2 separate regions of the Mus musculus genome follow, and region 2 is linked to region 1. Evidence: chromatin contacts called from public promoter capture Hi-C data. All regions are on one chromosome and are shown on one strand. The core of a region is the stretch at or near the end of the contact, and the rest is flanking DNA. Distances in the headings are between cores, read along the strand shown.

The links. Capture Hi-C pulls out chosen DNA fragments and counts their contacts.
Region 2: a promoter capture Hi-C map of adipose tissue shows a contact between it and region 1. The contact joins two enhancer-like sites. A contact is called at or near these places in 1 of 115 datasets of contacts at active chromatin or transcription factors (embryonic stem cells) and 2 of 9 other capture datasets (adipose tissue and pancreatic islet).

The regions. Positions count from the first base shown.
Region 1 is chr8:34,915,972-34,922,727 of GRCm38.p6, forward strand. It overlaps Tnks (tankyrase, TRF1-interacting ankyrin-related ADP-ribose polymerase), which reads right to left. Exons shown (of 27, transcript NM_175091.3): 3 at 2,408-2,503. Among named protein-coding and RNA genes, the nearest start is that of Tnks, 46 kb to the right of the region's middle. Within about 2 kb of position 2,735, at least 38 of the 459 cell types and tissues checked have an H3K27ac peak or open chromatin away from gene starts, as enhancers often do. A contact at or near this core is called in adipose tissue, where this site is marked.
Region 2 is chr8:34,993,084-34,999,839 of GRCm38.p6, forward strand. No RefSeq gene overlaps it. Among named protein-coding and RNA genes, the nearest start is that of Tnks, 31 kb to the left of the region's middle. Within about 2 kb of position 2,793, at least 45 of the 459 cell types and tissues checked have an H3K27ac peak or open chromatin away from gene starts, as enhancers often do. A contact at or near this core is called in adipose tissue, where this site is marked.

The DNA.
Region 1 (6,756 bases), core at 1,485-3,984:
TTATCATTCACTCAAATAGTTCAGCAAATATTTGAACCAGTCTTTCCAATTAGCCTTCTCTTTCAGATGTCTAATGGGACTATACAAAGCAAAGGCTATGTGGTGATGGTCAACTGTCCTACTGACAGTCTGTGTGCTTTTTACAGCAGTCTTTATATTTTAAAAAAAAAAATCAATCACACACACACCGTTAATGTTCTATAAAAAGAGATTTACTCTTTGTTCATTTGCTTTAAGGTATACCTGCGCATCGTTTGGCTCATGTAGCAAATTTGTAACATAAATGATAGACTATCAGATCTTCAGCACCTAAATATCCACAGAGAAATTAAAGAAAGAAAATCACTCTCAAGTTATATAATAGCACTGCAACTCCTCTGGAGTAAGAATGAGACTTGGAGTGAGCCTAACACCTCTAAGACGCCCCTTCAAGAGCCTCCCTCCCCTTCAGGACAGTGTGAGGAGGACTGAACGTGAGCTTTGCATTTACTAGACAAGAGTGGGTCGCGCTGAGCCTTCTTCCCTTTGTAAAACCAATGCTTAATTTTCTAAAATGTAGTTTGAGAAATAATATTTCCATCGTAACTGCATCAGAAAGAATTCCTCAGTAACAAGCACATACGGGCAGAAAACCACTCTGAAACAGCTCACCTGAGTGTTTGCTTAATGTATGTCATAGAATGAATGTGCAGTAGGAGGACAGTTTATATTTCCAAGGGAACTATTATTCTAAACTTTTTTCCTTAAACCACAACTGAAAGAAAAGTTGCCTCAAAAATATTTTTAGAAAAAACAGTGCAAGCAGCAGTTAAATATTAGTAGCAAAATACAGAAAACTAGAATCTTTCCATCTAAGCAGAGTGCAATGCTAGACAGTGTTCAAATCAAATATGCTATCTGTCCTCCACCATACTCCAGCCTCTTCAAGCAAGCATGCCAAAGCTGTACCCTAAAATGATCTTCTCTGACCTGCAGTGAAAATTAGGAGACAGCTTCTTACGGTTAGTGGCTTATATCTAAACCTATGTCTTTCAAACAGTCCTACAGGCAATGACGCATTAAATGCACCTAACAAATAGACAGGCAGGCAGAGAGCCGGAGAAGAGGAAAGGTCAGGGGGAGGACACTCAGAAATACAGTCTTGCTTAGCCCTTGGCACATACTATAGCAGCTATGAGAGGAGCTGTTTCTATACTGTCTTTCTCCTCCGGCCAGAGACCACGGAAGGCTGCTATTCTGTTGCACATGACTGTTTAATAAGAGACTGAAGGTTTCAGGACCAGGCAGGTCAGAGACAAATCAGGTAGGCCCGATTTCATCATTTAAAACTGTGCAGTAACTTTATCTCCACTGATTTAAAAAGCTTTATTCCTCTGGTATATGCTCTCCTCATGTAGCAACTCATTTCATCTTTAATTAATTGAGAAATATCAGATTACTCTGATTTAGCAGTGATTATATTAATTTTAGCACAGTGGGAAGTTGTCGTTCCACGTAGAGTAATTAAGCAAAATTCCATATATTTTTAAAGCTTTCTGTACATAAATGCCTTCTATTCACTTCACAATCTCTATTAAGAGTGCACAGCAGATTGATAACTTAAACACAGTTAAAGCTCTCTTCTACACAATCTATAACAGCACTGTTAGCAGTGCAGTGACTAGGAGGCTCCACATCACAGAGTAAAGGAGGGCAAAGGCAGCAGGACCGGTATGCTGAGAACAAAACCAAACAGAGCCAATGCAGCACTGAGAACGAAGATCAATGAGAACAGCAGCTCAAAATCTAGCCGTTAAACATAATCTTGCCGACCATGACGAAGGGTGCTCTCTACCCTCAGGGTCTCCTCTGTGATGGTTCTTGGCATTTACTTTTATAAAATTAATAAGCCCCAAATCTGCATTACAGAAGTAGAAAGACAATATATTACCCCAATCTAAAAAACTTGGCTATCAGGGTAAAAAGTACAAAGATATAATGAAATATATAAAAGTGGGTGAGGAGAGCACCCAAGTGTAGCTGTTGACCCCAGGGATAAGGCAGCAGGTTGTCTTCCCAATGAAAACTACTTTTACAGTAACACAAATGCCCTTGTCTGCTCAACAGTGAAGGGCTTTAAAAAACCAGCCGAGAAGAGGAGGTAGAGGAAAACTGTGATGTAAGCCATAAAACTGACAAAATATGAGAAACACTATGATGTAATGCTGTAATTCTCAGTGCTATAAGCAGTAAAATTAAGATATATCAATCTATATGATATATACATATATAGGTATATATCTCAACACAATTAATAAGATGCACATCCAATCAATAAGATTTTTAGTATTTTCTTAGCTTCATTAGTGGAAAAATATTCAGTGCATGAAAATCTTATAAAATCAGCCTCCTAGCGCTGGCTCCTTACCTGTGAGGACAGCTTTTGCTGAAGGATCTGCCAGGTCCAGAGCTGATTTCCCATCGGTGTTCCGGATGTTTGGATCGGCTCCGTGCTGCAGCAGCACTGTGCAGGGAAAGCACAAACAGTATCTTACCTCGGGGATACAGAGATTATTTACTGCTAAGTGTCGCCTCGGCATGGTGTAGGCATAAACATACATTGCACAATTTTTTCTCTTTCAAGAAAAGAAAAATGAAAGAAAAAGGGGAACAAAAGCACTGCAGCAAAGGATCTTCTCTAGAGTAAAGCAAAGTTGGCAACTTATGGTACAGTATTATCACATGACTTGACATCATAACCATGAAACTAGAAGCTTGCCCCGGACGGTCCTGCTTTGCCTCCCAAGGAAGCAGTATGGGAGCTGTGTGCGTGTTCCCTGCCTCGCTCTGTGAGCTGTGCTAGCTGAAGCTGCCCTGCCTTTACTACCACTGTGACTGCTTGTTGCTGCTGCTGCTGCTGCTGCTGCTTCGCTGCTGAATCTCCAACACGTCCTCTCTCAGAAGAGTTGTAACCCTGTGCAAGGCTTTTAGTGGCTCAGTGCTCACATATGAAACTCACCATAGACACACTGGCTTGTTTCCAGAAGTTTAACAGACACAGTAATGCGTGCAACGCCAGCTCTTGCAGCCATGCTACAAAAAAGAACTCTATCCTGTATTATGATCCTCCATCAAATTTCTAGAACTAAAAACCCAATCACTGAAATTCATGTAACAAAGGTATTTCATAAAAACTACAGAGACTCCTTAAGATTCAGACCCTCCTATAAGTGAGTGGGCAGTAGATAAAATATGGATATGGCATTTGGGAAGTGTCTAATGCCAACTAAACCACTGCTGTGTAAGAGCAGAGCCCCAGAGACCACGGGAGTGCTACTACCCATCTGATATTTAAACAGTGAACAGGTTAGGCATCTTTAGTCAAAAACCTGAAATTCAAGGTGAGGAAAGTGAATCCTCTGAGCACCTACATAGCCACCTCTGACACCATGATAGGGGAACACTTAAGTGTATACTGAATCACTTTTTTCTACATTTACTGGGGGTGGGGACACAATGTAGAAGTAAGAGGACAATCACTTCTACATGTTGATCCCAGGGATTAAATTCAGGTCCTGAGGCCTGGTGACATGTGTCTTTACCCACTGAGCCAGCTCATTGGCCACTGCTTGTTTTTTTTTTCCCTAAGCAATAAAAATTTTCATTCTTTAGCGAAATATACACTAAGCAACCAAATTTAAACTAATACTCTTCCATTTTAGAACTCTCATTAACATACATGGGATTTAACCAATGAGAGGGCTAAGAATGTAGCTCATTTGGTAGACTGTATGCTTACCATGGTATATGTGAAACACAAATAAATCTCGCATTGAGGCCTGGATTCCAACCTCAAAACATCTCATGCTATATATATGCAAATATTCCAACTCCTCAGGTGGGGTGGGTCTGAACGCCAAAGCACTTAGGTCTCACGCATTTTATTTAGATGAGGGAAACTTACATCTTACATAAGAGTTTTAGGGCTGAAATGGTGGCTCTGCTGGTGAAATGCTTGTTACATAAGCATGAAGAGCCAGGTTCTGATCCTCAGCATCCATCTGTCACACAGAGCTAGGGAAGTGGAACAGAAAGATCCCTGGGACTAGCTGGCCATAGTCTAGCCAAATCAGAGTATCCCGGGCTCAGTGAGAGGCTCTGCCTCAAAACGTGCAGTGGAGAGTAACTGAGGAAAAGGCTCAGTGAGAGGCTCTGCCTCAAAACGTGCAGTGGAGAGTGACTGAGGAAAACACTCAATGGGGCCTCTCTGGAATCCAAAAGCACAAGCACTCTCACGCGCTCAAGCACACTCCTGACAAGCAACTCTGGATACCCTCTGACCCCACCCATACGCGAGCACTTTAAAACATCCAGTAGTGGCTTTGAGCCACTACTAGTAATTCTCAAGTTCTACACTGAAGCCCATACACTCTTTTGAAATTTGGAAGGTGATCTTCATATTACTAAGTACTGAGTCATATTGTTTATAAAGCCATTCTTTCTGTGATGCATAAGCCATCAAGACCATGGCTTTGCTACAATGGATAGCTGTCTGAAGGTTAGCATTCACACCTCTCCCCTTAGATCTGGGGCAATTTCACACTTGCAGTATTAAAACAAGCCATACTTGGGAAGACACAGAAAGATCTGCAGACCTTCTGCGGTCATCCTCCCACCAGCTGCAGGTCTCCATGGTTTCAGTTGTCTTCAGCCAATCATAGTCTAAAATATGAAATGTAAGGCTCACACCATGCACCAGTCTGAGTACCCTGCTCCATCCACCCACGAGGTGAACCAGCCAGCACTCTGTCCAGTGCACTCACTTGCATGTGCTGCCTACCCCCAGTCACTCAGCAGTCATCTCAGCTAGCACATCACAGGGCTGATCTCCTATTTTACTTAGGAATAAATAGTCTCAAAGAGTAAGCACAATGATGCTGGTTGCTGGTCAAATGATACATGTTTGTGATTCAAACATGTCAAAAAGCAGCTTAGCATAGCATGCTTTCTTTAAAGGCGAAGACAAAAGTTCTCAACTTAAAAAAACTGAGTTCCCATCCCTGGGAGGACAAGTCTGTCGCTGAAACTCCAAGGAAGAGGAAAGTAGCCCAGGGCAGTCATGCTGCTGCACGTCCAGGAGAGGAAAGCCTAGAGCTGCTTACAGTCACTTCTGCTACAGCAGAGTAGTTCTTACAGCTAGATGCTACTGCTCATCTGGGACACCACGCACAGATTTGACTGCAGTGCCAATTACTTAGATACAGTCTCCTCTAGGCATACATATGTACAGGAAAGTACTGAGAAAGGACGCAACAATACCGAAGGTTTCAGGCATCCACTAGGAGTCTAAGCACAAGTCCGGTGTATCCTGGTGGGGAGGGGCTGCTGTGTATCACTTACTTCCTGAATGTAGCAATGTTATTTTGAGTCTAAAGTGACTCAAAAGTTAAAGAATAAAATAGCAACACAACATCAAGTTACTGTTACTTTATCTTCCTGAAGGCTATTATTGGCAGTCAACTTGAATACATCTGGAATTCACTTCAAAAGCAAGAGGCTGGGCTCGCCTGGGAGGGACTCTTGGTTAACTGGATCCTTTGAGGTAGGCTCAGAACACCCACCTGGGCCAACCTTCTTGTAGCAGCCCACTGGAAGGACATGGAAAGGAAGGGTTTGCTCAAGGAGAGCAAGTACAAGTCTCACTGGCAAGTTCATGCATCTTCTGTTGAGACACTCAGCCTCACGAACTGGATGACTCTTGGGACCTTCTATAGAGAGACAGCCACTGTTGGACTAGTCGGACCAAAGTCTGTCAGGCACTCTACTAAATCCCCTGTATATATGTAAATTCCTCCTCAGAACCCTGACTATGCAATCAAAATGATCAGCTTTTGCAGAAACTTTGTTTTTAATTCCAGAAGGAAATTTCACATTGGTTCATCCTGGAAATTTCCAATTAGTTTATAAGGCATCTCAATCATAAAGCAGACTCAAGAATCAAAGAAAGGTGGCTTAATTGCTGAGTGATCATGTGCAAAGAAATAGCGACCATGAAAAGCGCTGCCTGTTATTCATACTTGGGACTGAACACCAGATCCTGCTTTAAATGGAGGTGAAAACATTTTTACTTAGCAGGATATGACAGTTACATAATGAAAACTTTGATTCAGCAATTTTTAATAAGTGGTAGAGGCAAAGTATTGAAAGCCTGACTGTTCCCCTCAAAAGGAACTTAAATCCTCAATCCTTCGAACAGGACTGTACTTATAATGGTCTACTCTGAAAGAGAAATGGTTGTTTACTCCCAGTTGTATTCTGGTTTAGGCGGTCTCAAAAGTAACTGTCCTGCCTGAAATGTGTGGCTTTCAGACATTTTGTGGTCACTCCTAGCTCTCTCTGTGACCTGAACAAAGGCACATCACGGAGAACAATGTTGTAACAGGAAAGAAGCAACTGCTGCTAGCAAAATCCGGATTAGAAAATACTTAACCATCACAAGTTTATTAGAAGTAAAACAAAAAATTAACTCCATGAAGTTTAGATGTAAAGATATCTGCATTAAAGTGACAGGGGTCTAAACCTGTTTTTCCCACTGCAGAAAGGAGTAAATGAAGGGAGAAAACAGTTCAGAGGCCGAGCTTCACGGCTGACAATACCGTTGCCTACTGGCTACTCAGAATATCAAAGCAGAGTTTAAACCGCAGACCCTTCAGGACAGGTTCCTCCAAATCTAAAGGTCAGCCCTCCACACCCAACTGCTGCTACACTGCTGGGCGT
Region 2 (6,756 bases), core at 1,543-4,042, 77 kb after region 1:
ATCAAACCCACAAAGGTGGTGTAACTGCACTTTCTTCAAAATGGCTGATAAGATGTAGGTCAGGTGTGGTGGTAGGTGCTTTTAATCCCAGTACTTGATAGGCAGACAGATTTCTGAGAGTTTGAGGGAAGTTGGGAGTTTTTGGTCCTAGGTCAGCCATCTATACACAGTGAGATCCTGTCTCAACAAAACAAACAGAAATCAACCCAACAAAAATAGAAACAAACCTACCTCACCCATCGTTAGTAAGGATTTGCAAAGAGTGAAGCAGAAACCAATGACTGATGAGTAGAGAAGTGGGCGCATCCCCTTTAACAGAGTTGTTTAATACCCATTGACTGAAAGCTTCGGGTATACAGATGTGATAGCCAGAAGTTTTAGCAAGTGCACATCCATATTGGTGCTCTCTGCATTAACTAAAGCAGATACAGAAGGCTAGTTATAGTGGAAAAATCCCTAACGGGCAAAAAGATGGAAACAACCCGACATCCATTAAATGCAACAACCCAGAGTGCAGGACAACAATGAGCACGAAGCAAGGATCTGCTGCCACACAAGCTAATGCAGAAACACTTCACAAGCCTGGTGTTGAGAAAACGTATTCAGACAGTACGAGATGAGACAAGAGTAATTGATTGATTCCATTTGAATGAAGTTCACAAGCAAGGAGGCATCGTCATAGGTAAACAAGGAGGGGAGCAGGGAGTGACTGGGGTGAGGGTGCCAGTGCTGCTTCATTTACTGATTGACATGTGGGCACACGGGCACACTTAGTTTGCACATTAAGCTGTGCAGCCATGGCTTGTACGCTCCTCTGTCGGTATATTTCAAGAAAAAGTTACATGGAAAATTTGATGAGAGAGGGACTCAGAAACCCACAGAACTTTAGAATCTCACACCCTCAAATTTTCCATCAACAGGGAATGGTGGCTGGCTTACCTTGATAGGCAGTTAGCTAAATATATTTGGGAAGGTACATTCAAAGTGAACTGTGAAATTCTCTCGGTGCCGTGCCAAGAACCTAAGAATCTATTCATCGGGCCGTGGAGAGAGCTGATGGTTTGAATGAAGCAATACGACCAGATCCCTGTTTCTAGATAAATCCTTGCAGCAATACGTTGGAATGGAGGAAGAGACGACTAGAAAGGCTAATTAAAATACTGTTGAAGTTTGGAAGGGAGAAAAAAATGAAAGTATGTTATGTCAAAACCAAAATATGTCTCCCGCCCCCGCCCCTGTCTGCCCCTTATCTAGAGTCATTTGAGTAAACAGATTCTGAGAGTACAGGCTACTGCTGGAAAATTCCATTTTTCCTTCCCAGGGGCATCTTCACTGTTGATGGCTTCCAGGCACATAGCGCAGTCCTGAAGGAACTGCTGTCAGGCAACTTTCATTCTGCTGAGTCCTTGGGTGCAAGCTCTTGTCATGCTTCAGCTCTCGGGGCCCATCCATGCATGGAATCTCTTGTGAAGTTAAGAGAAAAAAAAGATGTGTTGTCTGATGAAAAGTCACAGGGCGGAACCTGTGCAACAGCACAAGGCTTCCGCCGATGAAGACAGATTGGCACATTTTGACATTAAGTTCTTTATTTGGGCATAATTCTGTTGTTAAGACAGATTAGAAAGATGGCATGTGAAACAGATTAGCTTGTCTGTGGTTTCAAAAGTAACAAGACTCACTGGGAACCAAAAAGAATCCGGGTGTGTGTGGACAAGGATCTACCAGAGATAAGAAAACTTTCTCTCTCTCTCCATCCCTTTCTAAAATGGGTACTTCCTATGGTTTATAAAATGTATGATGTGCGAGTTCATAGAGAAAAGAGTGAATGTAGCAAGCCTGGACTGCTGCCCCCCACCCCCCTCGCGTGCTTGTTGAGAAGGCTAAATCCACCCACAATGGTTTTACAACTTAGCTGGAGTCTCTGGCCTCATTGTATTTGCAGTTTCCTACAGGAGCCACCTGCCCAATGAGCTTGGTTTGCAACATAATCCAGCTGAAACAAAGGATGGGGGTCTGTGGGCTTTCCCTATATAAACGCAGTGATGAAAATTAAACTTTGAGCCTTGATCAGAAACTTGGTCTTGGCTTCATTCTTCTCTCGCGTCCCATTCCTTTTTCATTTTCAGCGCTCCCCCCCAACCCCCGCTCTTTCAGGTAGCCAGTTCATCCATGGCTGCTGGACGGCTACAGAGAGCCTTGGAAAGTTGTACTTGCAAGCTTGGCCTTTGACTGACATCTGGGAATTTAGATACCAAGGTTTCTCCCTCATCCATTGATCAGAGTCGCTCTGTGTGCCTAAATTTTTTGTACAGACAATAAAGTTCCTGCTTATATTCATCAAGTGTTCTTGACAGAGACAAGCAATAGGGTGTGGGTGTGGGATGGGAGAAGGGAGAGTGTAGACACGATTATGGTCTGGCAAGTTCAGGATCTTAAGGATGCCCATGATCTCGGAGACACAGGCAGAGCCAATGCTGGTGTTCAAGTCCAAAGGCCATCTACCAGCTCCTAGTCAGAGGCCAGTCTTTCAAGTTTTTAAAATGATTGCATGAGGCCTACTACGTACACTGGGAAGATGATCTGCTTCACTCAAAAGTCTATAGAATTAAATATAGATCTCATCTAAAAAGAAACACCCTCACTGAAGTATCCAGAGTAATGTTTGACCAACTACCTGGGCCCTGTAGCCCAGCCAAGAAAATAGAATCAACTACCCCAGTGCTGAATACACACTTTCCTCCTGGGAGTCTGGAATCTGCTATGTAGCAGACAGAGGCTGTGTATTTAGCTAGCCTCCAGTGAAAAGCCTTGGCAAGGGATCTCTAATCAGAGCTTGACTTGCTGATAACCTTCACAAGTATTGTCCCAGCTCTAGCGACACGGGTGGGGGCGGGGGTGGACTCAGCACGTTCTGTGAGGTTCTGCTGGGAAAAGACCCTGGGAAAGCTTGCACTGCCTGCCCATGTGACTTTTTTCTTTTGCCTTTGCTGGATTTGGTCCTTATCTTTTTTGGCTCTCACAAATGGAGCTGCGACTGTGGTTGGGTAATGAATTCCACGAGTCACACTGACTCTGGGGACACCAAGCACCAGCTATGACAAGAGTCCATCTAAGGTCTTTGTCCCACTGAAACATGTCAAAAGGCACAACAAAAATAAACCACATGCTGAACACCGTGAGAAGAGCTCAAAAGCAACCAGCGGAAAGGGAAGGCTAGACAAATGAGGGCTTACATAAATTCCAAGTACTAATGATCAAGCAAATTTTATTTCCACAGATTTTCACAAAAAACAAGTTTAATTATGTACATTCAGCAAGAATGGTCATGAGATATCTCAATAGACATAGAAGCTTTTTACTGTTAAAGATAAGTACAAGGGAACTATGATTGGGAACTATTGAATAGAATTTATAGCTCGATAGGTTTTGAAATCGGTTTATTTGAATTATAAGGAAATACTTCATGTATAATGTTCTTTGAGTTTTGCTTAATAGGCATACTAATTAACTTCTCAAACTCAATAAAAATGTAGGAAATTTACCTATGTTCAGCACTTGACAAATAAATCATGTTAATTACATATTCACATGGCCAATAATGGTTCTTTTAAATCAGGCCGAACAGCGAGACTGCCTTAAGATAATTATTCTCTTTAAATAAATCATGTGTATAAAAATGATTCCTGCCAGTCAGGAGCTTTGAGGCTCCATGATGATTCAGAAATAGATGCTTCTCAAATCTTTGATTCAGTGTTAGCATCCTTCCATGGCCAGCTGTAGAAGGATTACCATCTCCAGTGCACTGTAACACATATAGATAAGGCTATATAGATTCTAAGGATGCTGGGGAGTTCAACCTGGGCTCTGTTTGTTTGTTTGATTGATTTTGCTCTGTTTTCAGGGCATCCTTTGTTCCCCTGTTGCTCTTCACAGGAAAAAAGGCAATATATCAAAATCCTAGAAAACAAAACAGTGATTCTTACAGTGTCATCTCAAGGCCAATAATAGTCCACTATGTCACCTGGGATTCTGGTATGAATATAGATTCTGGGCAGCCAGCAGGCAAGTCTGGAGACCTGAGTTCAACTCCCAGGACTCACATAAAGGCAGAAAAGAATCAATGCTGCAAACTTGTTTTCCACACATACATTGCAGGGACACACAGAGAAAGACACAGAGAGAATATAGATACTTTGAAACAAAGAACCCTATTAGAAAACTAGCAATGGATTTGAATAGAATATTTTTCAAAGAAGCTGTGTGAATGGCCAATAAACGGATGAAAGATATTTAATGTCACTAGCCATTAGGGAAATAAAAATCAAACCCACAAGAAGATACCACATTAAGACCATTGGGATAAATATTATATTTTTGGTTGTGAGCCTAGCCTTTAATGAAGAATCCATCTCTCCAACCCTAGGATAGATATTATAAATAAACACAAACATACACACCTGCAGAGAGAGAGAGATGCAGTGAAGCTGAAGGTATAAAGTGGAGCTTTGTCATTGCTGATGGGAATGTAAAATGGTTATGAAGTTACAGTTATGAAGGAAAAGGTTATTGTGATTGCTAAAAAGTTATACATAGAATTACCATATAGTACAGCAATTCTACTTTTAGTATCTCTCCTGATAAGAAATGAGAACAGGGGCTCAAATAGATACTTATACACTAATATTTATAAAGGTGATCTTTACAGGGGTCAAAATATATTCATTATTCAATTGACTATTAATAGGAGAACTAATAACCAAAACAAAATATTATTTAGCTTAAAAAAAAAAGGAAACCAGGCAAGGTGGCACATGCCTTTAATTTCAGCACTCCAGAGGAAGAGGCAGGTGGATCTCTGTGATTTAGAGATCCGTCTGCTCTGTATATAGAGTTGTTGCAGGACAGCCAGGGCTGTGTAAAGAGATTCTGTCTAAGAAAGAGACAGAGACAGGGACAGAGAGAGAGAGAGACAGAGAAACAGACCGAGAGAGACAGAGAGAGAAAGAGAGAGACACACACAGAGAGACAGAGACAGAGAGATAGAGAGGGGGAGAGACAGAGACAGAGAAGTCTAATACATACTACAACAAGGAAGAAAGTTGAGTCTGTTTTACTAGGTGAAATCAGCCAATTGGGAAAGGATAAATATTGTTAATTCTGCTTATACAAGGTAACTAGTATAGGTATATTCATGAGACAGAAGGTCAACTAGAGACTCTCAGAGACTGATGATGGGCACAACAGAGGATTAAAAAATTATATTTTAATGGTACAAGTTTTATATGGAGGATGATAATAAGTTCTGGAAAGCGCCGGGCAGTGGTGGTGTATGCTTGTAATCCCAGCACTTGGGAGGCAGAGGCAGGTGGATTTCTGAGTTTGAGGCCAACTTGGTCTACAGAGTGAGTTCTAGGACAGCCTGGACTGCACAGAGAAACCCTATCTTGAAAAACAAACAAACAAACAAACAAAAGAAGTTCTGGAAATCAACAACAGTTCACAGAACATTGTGATCATACTTTTATTTTTTTTTTATTTATTAGTTGTTTGTTTGTTTGTTTACTTTGAGACAGAGTTTCTCTGTATAGCCCTGGCTGACCTGGAACTTGCTTTGTTGGCCAGGCTGGCCTCAAACTCAGAGATTTGCTTGCTTCTGCCTCCCAAGTGCTGGAATTAAAGGCGTATGTCACCACTGGCTGGCTGGCAGCATGTGACTATACCTAATGCCACCAAGTAGTTGTCAAAAAAGGACTGGCAAATTTTATGCTATTTAATCACAATAAGAAAATTAAGCTTAATAATTTGATATTACTGTCCTTTTTTCTTCGGGGGCTGGCCATTAGTAGGTTGCCCATGCCATTGTGAGGGACCCCACATGCTCATGTGTGCAAGATTCGTTGGCATTTGGTAGATTATTTAAAAGAAAAAGGAAAGAAAAGGAAAGGAAGTTAGGTGGGAGACTTGTTGAGGAGTCTTGGGGGTAGATGTGATTAAAATACATTGTATGCATATATGATATTCTCAAAGGTAATTAAATTTTTTTATAATAAAAGTTCTTGTTTTGGATATGGAGATTGAAGTAGCCACCTTCTGTAGCCAGGTGGGATTTCCAGCGGAGGGAGGAGGGGACATTAACCCACCCACAAAACCTATGACCGAAAATTTGTCCTGCGTACAAGATGCACAGGTATAAAGAGGGAGCAGAGATTGAGGTGAGGGCCAACCAATGACCATCCCAGTTTGAGACACACCCTATATGAGAACCAATCCCTGAGATTATTTATGAAACTCTGCTCTGCTTGCAGGTGGGAACCTAGCATAACTGACCCCTGAGAGGTCTCATTCATCAGCAGATGGAAACAGATGGAGAGACCCACAGCCAGACATCAGGCAGAGGTTGGGGAGTCTTGTGGATGAGTAGGAGATGGACTGAAGGAGCAGGAGGGGTCAAAGACACCACAAGGAATCCTACAGAGTAAACTAATCTGGGCCCATGGAGGCTCACAGAAACGGAAGCACCAAGCAGCCAGCAGGGGCTGAACCTAGGTCTTCTACACATTTGCAGTGGGCAGCTTTGTCTTCATGAGGGTCCCCTAACAACTGGAGCAGGGGCTGTCTCTGACTCTGGTGCCTGCCTTTGGATCCTGTTCCCCTAACTGGACTACATGGTTGGGCCTCAGTACGAGAGGATGCACTTGGCCTACTGCGATTGGATGACCCAGGGTGAGGTGGCATCCAAGCAGGGGGCTTTTCCTC